3 separate regions of the Mus musculus genome follow, and all the other regions are linked to region 1. A link is a contact called in public ChIA-PET and promoter capture Hi-C data. All regions are on one chromosome and are shown on one strand. Each heading gives the region's core, a stretch centred on a gene start, on an enhancer-like site or on the middle of the called end of the contact. The rest is flanking DNA. Distances are from core to core; before and after follow the strand shown. Region 1 holds the start of Kansl2 (KAT8 regulatory NSL complex subunit 2). Region 2 holds the start of Fkbp11 (FK506 binding protein 11). Region 3 holds the start of Ccdc65 (coiled-coil domain containing 65).

Region 1 (4,088 bases), core at 1,158-3,657:
GGCATTTCTTCGAGCATGTTCGGCACAGAAAGACACCCTAAGGAGACAAAACATTAATATTTAATAGGTCCTCTCTTAGAAAGGATCCAACAGAGTGGGCGGTGGTGGCACACGCCTTTAATCCCAGAAAGGTGCTGGGTGGCTAGAGAGGAGGCAGAGGCAGGCGGATTTCTGCGTTTGAGGCCAGCCTGGTCTACAAAGTGAGTTCCTGGACAGCCTGGGCTACACAGAGAAACCCTGTCTCAAAAAAACATAAGTAAGTAAATAAATAAATACCACACACACACACACAAAAAAAGTTAGCAGTATCTCACAGAAAATCAGAGCTGCTTTTATTTTTCAAAATTATTTCTGGAAACACATTTTACTATCAATCCACTACAGGCACACACGCTTCAAATCTAGAACTAGCTGTTTACAAATTACCTAGTAAAGCCATATTTTTGCACAAATTAAATACATATATGATTAAAAAAAAAACTATGATGCCCCTTCCAAAACACACACACAGTGTGCCCATTACTTAACAAGGCTTGGCAAGTGAGTCAGCGCTCCAGCATGAAGAATTAACTTAGAGTGCCAATTCAGTGACTCAGCAAACAGAAGGGCCTACCACCAAGGCCAGACAGACCACCTGAGTTCCATCACCCCCCACACAGCAGAAAGCTACCCTCCGACCACGTGTGTGTGGCAGCACGTGAATCCTCATAATAGATGTTTAAGGAAGAAGACTTTAGAGCTGCAATCCCAGAACTCCAGAAGCCGAGGCAGGAGAATTAAGGGTTAAAATCAGTCTGACCATAATCAGAACTCAAAACCTTAATTTTTCCAGCAAGCGATTAACTAAATATCTCTCCCTCAAATGGCCTTCCAGTTCTCATTATTGGCGGGGTGGGGTGGGAGGGTTGAGACAGGGTTCTGTTTAGCCCTGGCAATTCTGGAATTCAATGCTTTTACTAGGCTGGCCTGAACTCCCAAGTGCCAGGATTAAAGGCCTGCACCACTGCTGCCAGCATCATCACCTCTGAGCATTTGAGTGTTTTGACCTGCCTCCCAAAGAGTGAATATCCTTAATACCTTTTTTACAAACACACGACCTAAAACTCCGCAGATACGACCAACTCTACACATCATGTTCCCCTTTGCACTTTAAAACTGAAGGCAGGGGACAAGCATGTGGCACCAACATTCTCCCACTCCAGTTCCAGGAGACCCAACGCCCTCCCCTCAAGCATGAACGTGGTACACCAACACACATGCAGGCAAACACCCATACACATGAAAGTTCTTTAAAAAACCATAAAGGGTTGCCAAAACTGTTCCAAGCAAGGGCGAGACTGTCTCAAAAGAGGAGCCGGGGGTGGGGGAGTCTGTGACTCTGCAAGCCTAGCTTAACCTTCTGTCTGTCCTTCCGTACCAGGAGGTACTAAAACCGACTCCAGCAAATTGGCCTCTGACCTCCCCACGTGTCCCTAACCACACAAAACAAACTACCAACGGGAAATAAATGCTTCGAAATGTAATAAAAGTCTAACGGTAGGAGGTTTGGGCGTTGAAGCAGGCTCGGTGATACAACCTGTGCTTGGCGTGCATTGAAAAGTAAGAACGACTCTCGGAGCCCGAAGGCACCCATATAACCCACGCCTCTCCACGTACCCATCTTTCTTCTCGGGCTTTGGGGCAGCACTGGGGCACCTTTTTCCATTCTTCGTCGAGACGTAACTACATTGTTTGAAGGGTGCATTCTTGTCTTCAAGAATGTGCTTAATGCAGAACTCCTGCCCCTCCAGCCGCGGCTGAGAGCACGGGCGGTGAGTGAACGAACAGGAAAGGGGCTCCTGCGACCTGGGCACTGGGGTGATCCTCCCCCGATTCGTTGGCAAGACGTGAATCCGAATCCTGTTCATGCCAAAACCTGCGGGGAGGGCGGTCACACGACAGATCGAAACGGCCTTAGCCCGGCCACGAGTCCTGGTTGCGTGCTCCCGCGGCCGCCCTCCAGCCTCCCGTCACCGACCCGCCCGCCGCCCGGGCCCCTACCACGTTGGCCGAATCTCCGCAGCAGCAGACCGGAAGCGCGGCGCCTGTCCCACGCGGCACCACTGCAACGGCGCGGCACGCCCCGCCCCCACGCCCCGGCTCGCCGCCTTTGTCCCTGGCCGCCTCAGCGCTCACAGCCCCGACCCGAGCGCCTTGGCCGTCGTCCTACAAGCGCCATCTTGTCCCACGGCTCCCGGCACCGGAGAACCTGGCTCCCCGAAAGCCTAGCAACCAGAGAGGCTCCAACGCTGCAGGAGACGACGTGCCGCGCTGAGCTGACAGAGAAGGCGAGCAGCGCCTAACAGCAAAGGAGAAGCGCCCGGCACGGCGCCATCTTACCTCCCCCACCGCGCGGCACCGCGCAGCTTGCCCTCTGGCTGCTCCGCCTGCTCGGAACGCGACCCTAGACGCTGATTGGTTGCTGCGCTGAGGGTGCTGTGCTCCTATTGGTCAGAACTAACACTAGCCTGTGGAGGGCGGGACAGTGAGAGACTCCACAACGGGAGTGGCTGAAGTGAAGTGTCTGTCAGAAACTCGGCCGGTGAGTGGGCCGTCGGAAAGGCGGGCCACCGCCAGTCGCCGGATTCGGATATTTTTCCATCTGAAGGGTTCGTCTTCTGGTGGCAGTAGTCTCCAGTCTTCTCGGGCAGCTACTTCTTTACCGTCCCTACACAGCAGAAGAGTAGACATTGGGGTGGCTGGAGAAATGGCACCGACTGCTCTTCTAGAGATCCTGAGTTCAATTCCCAGCAACCACATGGTGGCTCACAACCAACTCTAACGGGATCCGATGCCCTCTTCTGCAGTGTCAGAAGACAGGGACAGTGTACTCATATGAATAAATCTTAAAAAAAAGAAAAGAAAAAAAGTGGACGGTGGCTGACCGTGTTTTCTGTTTACACATGAAAAGGTTTTATTAGTTTTCTATGGTGACCAACCAGTTCATTTAATTTTTTTTTCTTGGTCATTTCATGTAAACACTCGAACTCTTTCTATCTCATGAATCATATATATGTACTAATTAATTTTTGTAGAGCAGCCCTAAGAGGTAGACATTATTTTTTAGGTAGACATTATTTACAGATAAAGTGATGGAAAATCAAAATGACTTCTGGCATAGCGCATGCTTCTCAACGCCCTGCCGAATAGTGTATTATAGAAACAGGCTATTCCGTTTTCACGATTCTTTAAAGATTCCAACCACACCTATAGAAATCCGATGGCTCTCTGCCTTATTCTCTTCTTCTTCTCCCCCCCCCCCCGCCCCCCTTTGGAGACAGGGTTTCTCTGTGCAGCCCTGGCTGGCCTCGAACTCAGAAATCCGCCTGCCTCTGCCTCCCAACTTATTCTCTTAAGAGAGTATCTCCCACTTGGTAGTGGTGGCAGACTCCTTTAACCCCAGCACTGGGGGGGGGGGGGGGGGGGGGAAGAGTAGAAGCAGGCAGATCTCCGAGTTCGAGGCTAACTTGGTTTACAAAGCCAGTTCCAGGACAGCCAGGGCTGCACAGAGAAACCGTGTCTCAAAAACAAAAGATGAAAAAGCCACCAGGTACGGTTACGGTAGGTAGCACACACCAGTAATCTGAACACTGTGGAGAGAGGCAAGGGGGTCTCTGTGGTCAAAGACAGGATCTGGACTTGTCTCACTGAACCTGGAGTGCACCATTTTTAAAAACTTATTTGTGCCCGGCATGGTGGCGCACATGCCTTTAATCCCAGCACTCGGGAGGCAGAGGCAGGCAGATTTCTGAGTTCGAGGCCAGCCTGGTCTACAGAGTGAGTTCCAGGACTCTGAGTAGCCAGGGCTACACAGAGAAACCTTGTCTCAAAAAAACAAGGGAAAAAAAAGAGTTACAGTGGTTTGGTGTCTCTTCACACCAATAAGAATTCAGGTACATGCGTACATGATGTAAACTCTCCCATTTAAAAATAAGAAAAATGTTCACCAGCTACTGTTCCTATTGCTGTGCCTAAGACATGATCTCCTTATACAGCCATCTTGCCTCAAATAGCTACTCTCCTGCCTCAGCTTCTTTTTTTTTTTTTTT
Region 2 (4,088 bases), core at 1,080-3,579, 190 kb after region 1:
CCGGCCTCACTCCCAACTTGTTAAGAGAGACTTTGTGGGGCTGGCGAGATGGCTCAGCAGGTAAGAGCACTGACTGTTCTTCTAAAGGTCCTGAGTTCAAATGCCAGCAACCACATGGTGGCTCACAACCACCCATAATGAGATCTGATACCCTCTTCTGGTGCTTCTGAAGACAGCTACAGTGTACTTATATTCATAATATATATGTATAATAATAAATAAATTAAAAAAAAAAACAGAAAGACTTTGCTTGGTCCTCCCTACTCTCTTCCAGGGCCCCCTACAGGCAACACTGGTGTAAGAATCTCGTGTGAAGGTGAATTCTAGGAGTCAAGGTCAAGTAGCCAGCTATACTTTGGTGCTCTGGGATAAGTAGTGTAGGCAGCAGGACCCACGTGGCTCAAGCCGGTGCCAAAAAGTCACCAGCTGTCTACAGCCAGGTCAGGTGGCCTTCACAGGTGCTTTATAGCCTCTCCTGGAGAAAAAGTGGCCTTGAAGGAGGAGCCCCAGCTCAATTCTTTCCTGAGATTTGATCTGGACTTTTTCAAGCTCGAGACAGAGCAGAGGTTCTTGGGACTGTGTGTGACAGGCAGGAGAAAGGCCTGGTTAGGTTACCTGGGATAGATGGCGGGTACCCTCGCTTTCCATAAGCCAGGTGAGAAGGAATGACTGCTCTTCGCTTCTCTCTGAGGGAAGGAACAGGGATTGCAGGCAGGAGGGGGGTGAGCTGGCAGCCTCAGCCCATCTGAAGTGCCTTACCCCCCTCCTCAGATAGCGACACCAAAATATGAAATTCTCCACCTGACAGGTGGATCAGCAAAGTCACCAATCTCCCCACAGCACTCAGCCTCCCCCAACAAAACTGACAGCTGGAGAGATGCCCTGGGGGGGGGGTTCCCATTAACCTGCACCTCTCCAGTATGAAGTCAGGGGCCCTTTACTCTACAACGTCCTGCCACTGGAGAAGGGATGACAGAGAAACCTTCTACCCGGAAAAAGGAGCAGTCAGGCCCCGGCCTTCAGATACTCACCCCACACACATGTCCAAAAGGCTCTGCTCCAGACCTTGAGGAAGAAGGCAAAACTGAACTAGAAGCTACATATCTTCCCCACAGTACCCAAGAGGAAAATCAAAGGCTCCCCGTCATCAAATGAGCTTAGCTCCACTTCTCAGACTCTCTGCCGCAGTGATGTGTGGGGCAAGAAGAGTGTTAGAAGTGGAGTCTGAGGTAGCGGGAGAGCCTTGGGATCCTTTTCATTCTAGCGGCTGTTCCAGAGCAATACAGCCGGCAAGCAAGCAAGGGCTTAGGCTAGGGAGAGGTCAGAGGCACGGGGCACATACCTGGAATCACCTGCTTTTGGCCGAGTTCTATGACCAGAGGATCTCTGGTCAGAGAAGTGTCAATAATGCGTCCATCTACCAAACTGCCCTGAAGACAAAAAAAAATGGTGGGTCTAAACCCACCATTCTTCCCACAATTTGGGACCACCCGGAAGGAAGCAACCCCTTTAACAAACTTGTGTCCTGTCCCCATCTCCTTCCACCCACCACCACCATGGGCAAGAAGGAACAGGAAGCCCCACGGGGCTGGCGCTTCTTGGAGCTCTCTCTATCCTTCTTTTCTCAGCGCTGGAGAGGAATCGGCAGAAAACAAGGAAGAAAGAGAAGCAGGCGAGAGGACGCCCCCACGTGCGGGCTGATCCTAGGACTCAAGTTCTCTAGGATAGCTTGCCACGTGTCCAAGCCAAAGCTGACGTGTTTCAGCCGGGCGCCGCCCCTCCCAGGCCACGCCCCGGACCCCCAAGCCCCTCACCGTGTAGTGTATGTGGAGCGTGTCTCCAATGGCAGCAGATTCCGTGCACGATTCAGGGGGCTGCACCTACGATCAGACTACAAGGGTCAAGGCTGCTCCTCCTAAGCTCCTCTGGAGACCCAGCACCTTTTCCCCCAACTCAGTTCCTTCGCTTCTTTCCTCTTCACTCTCACAGGACCATTTAGAGTCCCAGGCTTCCCCGCGATCCCTGGCCGTAAAGGGGAACGGCGGGACATGGGGTGGGGGGAGGGGAGTGGCACCACAGTCTCCTCACCAGGGTCTCCACTTGGAGGGTCCGGACAGGACTTTCGGTTTCTGGCCCAGCCTCAGCCCGGCACACCGCCCCACTGAACAGTAGCAGCAGTAACAGCTGGAGTGGTAGGAGCAAAGGGCTCAGGGTCATGATTGGACCGGGTCAGAGCACCAGGATACCAGGGCAGGCTGTTCGGGTGCACGCGACCAGGACGGGTTCCCTCACTCCAGGCCAGACTGGTATGGGCGGGTTTTCAAGGCGCTAGCTCCTCCTCCTCCTCCTCTTGCAGCCCTCCCTCCACTTTGTCCCCACCTCCTAGAGGGGAAGAGACTGCAGAATTCCCTAACCTGTGATGGAGGTCGCGGATGGTGACCCATCTAACAGTCTTTCTGACCCATGACGACGGCTGGATCATGTAATAGCACATATTTGCCATTACCAACTGTAAAGAGGGGCGTTCGTTTGTCTCTAACCTGCGAATGGCCAGGAAAGGGAGGCACACACTTGTCCCCATTTCATAGCTAGGGCACTTGCCCAAGGTTAACATGGCAACTGGTGACAGTACTCAAGCACAGGGCTAGCATTTGTGCTCTGCTCGGTCTTCTAAGATCTGTCCCTTTCCACTAAGCCCAGAGGCAGGTGTCCAAGTCGGCTGACCCTTCACACTCCTGTTCATTCTGCTCTCGGGTATGTCCAGAAAGAGCTGGCGGCTTCTCCAGCCTCCTGTCTTGGGAAGCATTACGGGGCATCTTCCTGTAAAAAGTGATCCATCACAGATCTTCTCCTACCAGCAATGGCGTTTCCTTCCTGTTTTCCACAAATCCTTTTCACAACAGCAGCACGGACACCAGTCTTGTGTTTATGCAAGGACTTCAGTTTTTAAAGGGGGCTCAAGTAATTTTAGGCAGCCTTACCAGTTTCGAATTTCATGGTCTGAACACTCACTGACAACCTAAGCTGTGGTACCCAGCTCCTGGTCACTCACTCAAAGGCTGTCTGGCATGGTGTCCTTCCATACCATATTTATTCTCAGGCTGTTTCTTGGTTCGTTGTCTTCTTTAGCATTGATACCGGTTGTAAACACAATTCCACCTGTGTGTCTGGCCAGCAGCTCAGACTACACACACACACACCCAACACACACTTCCTCTTATTTGGAAGAACCTGACCTCCCTGACCTGGCTGTCTTGGTGGTTCTCCTGTACCGACATTCTGAGATTTCTTCCATCTCTAATACCCAACCAGTTTCCTTTGGGATTTCCTCTTCCAGCCCCATTAGCGAGTGCCTCCATATATAATGCTATCATTCTAATTAAGCTCTCATGTTCTCTGGGGGTGGCTTTGTGGTATTGGGGATCCAGTCCAGGCAGGGCTCTGCTCATACCTGGCAAGCGCCTTAGTTAACACCCCTAACCCAGGAATTATTTTTTAAATGCTCATTGTCAGAGGCTGGATAGATGGCTCAGTGCTTAAGAGAGTTTGCTGCTCTTCCAAAGACCAATTCCCTGCACACACATCAGATGGCTCAAAAAGTCTGTAACTCTAGCTCCAAGGACTCCAATGCCCTCGTCTAGTGTCCATATACACAATAAAAATAAATCTTAAAAAAAAAAAAGCAAAACCCTGCCTTCCAGATGTTGTGGTACACACCTTTAATTCCAACACTCAGGGGGCAGAGGCAGACAAATTCCTGAGTTTCAGGCCATGTAGGACTACACAGTCAAACTCTCTTTAAAGAAGCAACAAAAACAAAACACTGGAACCTGAATTGGTACAGTGGGATAGGGTGGTGCACACCTTGAACCCCAGCATGGCTACATAAAACCCCCCTCAAATACTAACTGAAGCCACAGGCGGCAGGAATTCCTGGGGTTGGTAGCATGCTGTGTCTTGAGGATATGGGGTTTTATAGATGCACTTTAAACCCGTCAAATGTGTGCCTAACTTCTGTGCATGTGGCTAGGGAGGTAGCTCAGTGAGAGAATGCTTGTTTTGTTTTGGTTGGTTGGTTTTGTCTTTTC
Region 3 (4,088 bases), core at 722-3,221, 170 kb after region 1:
CACTGATCCAATCCAGGGAGTGCACTTTCATGGTAGTCCAAACTTCATCACTTCCCAAGGGTTCTACCTCTACTCTTTTCAAGACAGGGTCTCTCTGTGTATCTCTAGCTATCCTGAAACTCACTCTGTAGACCAGACTGTCCTCGAACTCAGAAATCCACCTGCCTCTGTCTCTTGAGGGCTGGGATTAAAGGGATGTGTCACAAACACCCAAGTACCTGTTAGTAGACGTTGGGGTTGCAACAGTTCCCTACTTTTTTGCCTTTGTAGCTTTGTTTTCCTAAATGTCTCATATAACATTCACAATAATACTGTCACCGCCAGCAGGGACTACAGCTCAGTGATGTGATCAGAGCAGCCTAAGGAGGCTCCGGGGAAGCTATGGGGACTTCTTCTAACTCAGGTCCTCTTGGCTATGTCTACCACAGAAAAGAATTCCAGGATGAGTCAGAGTGAGGAAAAGCTGGCTTACTGATGAGACAGAAAAACAGACAGACAGACAGACAGACAGAGACACAAGAGAGAGACAGAAGACTGAAGAGCAGGCATGAGAAGGGCACAGCTGGCTGCCTGGAGGTCACAGTGTGTGATTGGGGGCTTCGATGCTGCTTCAGGTGCAGATATTCCTAGGAGGGAGTGTGCACTGGTGTACATCTTTTTGTTAGCCACAGATTTTGCCCTTGAAAAGTAGGGTTAAAAAAAAATTTTTTTTAAGGAGCTGAAGAGGGCTGGTGAGATGGCTCAGTGGGTAAGAGCACCTGACTGCTCTTCCGAAGGTCCGGAGTTCAAATCCCAGCAACCACATGGTGGCTCACAACCTCCCTCATCTGGAGTGTCTGAAGACAGCTACAGTGTACTTACATATAAATAAATAAATCTTTTTTAAAAAAGGAGCTGAAAAGATGGCTCAGCGGTTAAGAACACTGGCTGCTCTTCCATAGATCTTGAGTTCAATTCCCATCAACTCACAACCATCTGTCATGGGGTCTGATGCCTTCTTCAGGCAAGCAGGTATACATGCAAATGAAGCACTCACACATTTAGAGAGAGAGAGAGAGAGAGAGAGAGAGAGAGAGAGAGAGAAACAAATTTAAGCTGGAAGTGATGACTCCTACATTTGATCCAAGCACTGGGGGTGGGGGATGTGGGGCGAGGCAGAAGTAGATGGATTTCTATCTATACAGTGAGTTTCTGGCCATCCAGGGCTACACTGAAACACTGTCTTAATTTTTTAGTAAGATTTATTTATGTGTATTTGCGTTTCTCTTGCATGTATATGTGTGGACCATGTGTCTACCCCATGTCCACAGAGGTCAGATGAGGGAGTCAGATCCCCTGGGACTGGAGTTATGAACAGTCATGAGCTGCCCATGTGGGTGCTAGGAACCAAACCCAGGTCTTCTGCAAGAGTGGCAAGTGCTCTTTGCCTCTGAGCCATCTCTCTATCACTAAGGAGACAATTTACAAAATATTTTTAAATATTTTATGTGTATGTGTGTTTGTGCACGTTAATGCAGCGTCCACCGAGGCCAGAAAGGCGTGTTTTGATCTCCTGAAACTGGGGTTCCAGGTGCTTGTGATCTCAGACCATTGGGCTTGGCAGTACCTCCCTTACCCAGTGAACCATCTCATTATTTGTATGTATGTGTAAGTGGTTTTGACCTGTTCTACGAAATCCGATGCTGTCTTCTGACCTCTGCAGGCACCAGGCATGCGCACGGTGCTCAGACACACACGTGGACAAACCAGGCATACACCAAATTAAAAAGTAAAATGGAAAAACTATTTGAAGACATTTATTATTTTTTTAAGAGAGACTAGGGTTCTTGATTTAAAAAAAAAAAAAAAAAAAAAAAAAGCCTACTTAAAAGAACTGACTGCGGTCCTCCGGCATGCAGGGGGCGCTGAAGTAATGCTGCCTCCCTATTTCTCACCCCGCGGTCTTAGCGAAGGTCCTTGTTGCTAGGAGACAAGATGCGTCTTTCTGTTCTCCAGCTGGGAGTCGGGTGTCGCCTGAGCACTCTTGGCGTGGAGGACAGAGGTCTAAGGCCCCATTACCTTAGCTCCAGAAGGTCCCTCCCTGTCTATGGGAAGTTTTTCTTTCTAATTCCTCACAAGTGGCTCGTAGCAGCAGGCAGAGGCTCCTTGCCCGGACCCAGTCCGCAGCCCAGCCATGTCTAAAAAAGGAAAAAAGCCCAAGTTGCCCAAGGCACCCCTGTCCGAGGAAGATCAGCTGCTTATATTTCAGCAAAAGATGCTGGCTGACGAAGAGGCAGCCAAGAAGAAAGAGAGACTCCTCACCCAGTTCTTGAAGGTGATGCTCGTCTGCAGTGTGTCCTGCCCAAACCCCCAAACCCCCAAACCCACCGCCCATGCACTGGTACCGTTGCCTGGGGTCGCGTCCTTGTGGCAGGCTCATTTTCATCCTTTCCTATCCCTCTGAAGTCCTTGGTCCCAAAATACATGGGCTTCAGACAACATTGGTTTTTGCCTAGGGCATTCTCTGTGAAACATGGGGGAGGGGAGAATTGAGTTTGGCAGTATCAACCGAGCCCCCAGAATTAGGACAGTGGATGCTGTCAGGTGTCCAAATTCAGCTGTCTTGAATTCTGAGGTTGGGTCTGGAGTGGGGTCGTTAGAAACTCTTCTCTGATGCTTCACCCTGAAGGGAACCCATTCATTGGAAACCACAAACAGGAGCCCCCGAGTGTTGGCTGCCAAGGGCTTTGTTTGTGAGAATACACGGGGACTGGTATTTTTCAGCGTGGTATCGATAGCACCGAGGTGGACCTTTCGCCTTGGCTGAAACGCATGTGATTACTCCTCCCTCAGGACAAGTTGGCCAAAGAAGAACACAACAGCGCTCTAAACCTTAATAAGATTAACACGCAGTGGAGAACCATCCTCAGGGAGGTGAAGACCAGAGAGCTTCACCAAGACATCGAGATCCTCAGCCAGACCTTTGAACGCGTGGTGGACTGTAAGGACAGCGTCATCAAGGTATGCACCCTCTCGGGCGTGGTGGCGCACACCTTTAATCCCAGTACTCGAGAGGCAGAGGCAGGTGGATTTCTGAGTTCAAGGCCAGCCTGGTCTACAGAGTGAGTTCCAGGACAGCCAGGGCTACACAGAGAAACCCTGTCTCAAAAAGACCCCCCCCCAAAAAAAAAAAGAAAGAAAGAAAGAAAGAAAGAAAGAAAGAAAGAAAGAAAAAAGAAAAGGGAAAGGGAAAAGGGAAAAAAGAAGGAAAAGGAAAAGGAAAAAGGGAAAAAAAAAAAAGTATGCACTCTCTCCAGAGAGCAGGCGGGGATGGCTTCCAGACCTTCCTAGGTAGAATGGGCCTAGTGAATTATTTATTATTTATTGTTGTTATTGCTGCTGCTGTTACTATTATTATTAATTATTATTTTGAGACAAAGTCATGTATCCTATTATTGTTATTACTATTATTATTACTTTTGAGACAAAGCCATGCTTTCCTATAATGGCCTCAGACTCACACGTAACAGGATAGATAACCGTGAACTCCCCACCCTCCTACCCCAACTTCCCAACTGCTGGAGTGGCAGGTGTGAGCTACACAGCTGGATCTACCTAATCAGCCTTCAAGCCTTCACCAGGCACAGGCTGTGACAAACGTGGCCTATTGGTTCTAATCACTGTCACTGAGATGAGAAAGGAATTTCTGAGCTGTAACTCTTCTCCCCTACCTTAGAGGCTCTGAATCCTATGGGGCAGCCAGCATCACCAGCAACTTGAACTCAGGCCCACGCCTTTATTTCAGTATCCGAAGGCTCAGTTCCAGAGAAGGAAGCTGACCTATCCAGGGTTGTCCAGTTCCAGGCAGAAGCCGAGAGGACTCTCGTGTGGATATTTTGTTCTTTCTGAAGGGTCTCACTCTGTAACTCTGGCTGTCCTGAAACTTGCTATGTAGCCAAGGCTGGCCTCAAACTCACAGAGATCCACCTGCCTGTGTAGGTGCTTTGGCCTAGTCCACTGCCTCATTCAAACAGTTTGGCCTCCTTGATTTAACATCAGAGGCTCTGGACAAGGTCGGGAAGCCCTCCCTCACAGAGGTAAGAGCAACT

The links. Promoter capture Hi-C pulls out the DNA fragments that hold promoters and counts their contacts. ChIA-PET counts read pairs in DNA pulled down with a chosen protein or histone mark.
Region 2: an RNA polymerase II ChIA-PET map of effector CD8 T cells shows a contact between it and region 1, with 20 read pairs. The contact joins the promoter of Fkbp11 here to the promoter of Kansl2 in region 1. A contact is called at or near these places in 4 of 39 promoter capture datasets (cranial neural crest, embryonic stem cells, neural stem cells and 1 more), 5 of 115 datasets of contacts at active chromatin or transcription factors (bone marrow-derived macrophages, effector CD8 T cells, embryonic stem cells and 1 more) and 2 of 9 other capture datasets (adipose tissue and liver).
Region 3: a contact with region 1 is called in a promoter capture Hi-C map of neural stem cells. The contact joins the promoter of Ccdc65 here to the promoter of Kansl2 in region 1. A contact is called at or near these places in 4 of 39 promoter capture datasets (the HPC-7 cell line, cranial neural crest, macrophages and 1 more), 1 of 15 datasets of contacts at CTCF or cohesin (the NIH/3T3 cell line), 1 of 484 Hi-C or Micro-C datasets (nephron progenitors), 6 of 115 datasets of contacts at active chromatin or transcription factors (bone marrow-derived macrophages, embryonic stem cells, large pre-B cells and 1 more) and 3 of 9 other capture datasets (adipose tissue, liver and pancreatic islet).

The regions. Positions count from the first base shown.
Region 1 is chr15:98,531,862-98,535,949 of GRCm38.p6, forward strand. It overlaps Kansl2 (KAT8 regulatory NSL complex subunit 2), which reads right to left and starts at 2,408. Exons shown (of 10, transcript NM_133714.5): 1 at 2,041-2,408; 2 at 1,657-1,915; 3 at 1-37. The coding sequence starts at 1,907.
Region 2 is chr15:98,725,869-98,729,956 of GRCm38.p6, forward strand. It overlaps Fkbp11 (FK506 binding protein 11), which reads right to left and starts at 2,330. Exons shown (of 6, transcript NM_024169.4): 1 at 2,089-2,330; 2 at 1,815-1,880; 3 at 1,343-1,430; 4 at 1,032-1,065; 5 at 616-686. The coding sequence starts at 2,217.
Region 3 is chr15:98,706,223-98,710,310 of GRCm38.p6, forward strand. It overlaps Ccdc65 (coiled-coil domain containing 65), which reads left to right and starts at 1,972. Exons shown (of 8, transcript NM_153518.2): 1 at 1,972-2,314; 2 at 2,833-3,000. The coding sequence starts at 2,174.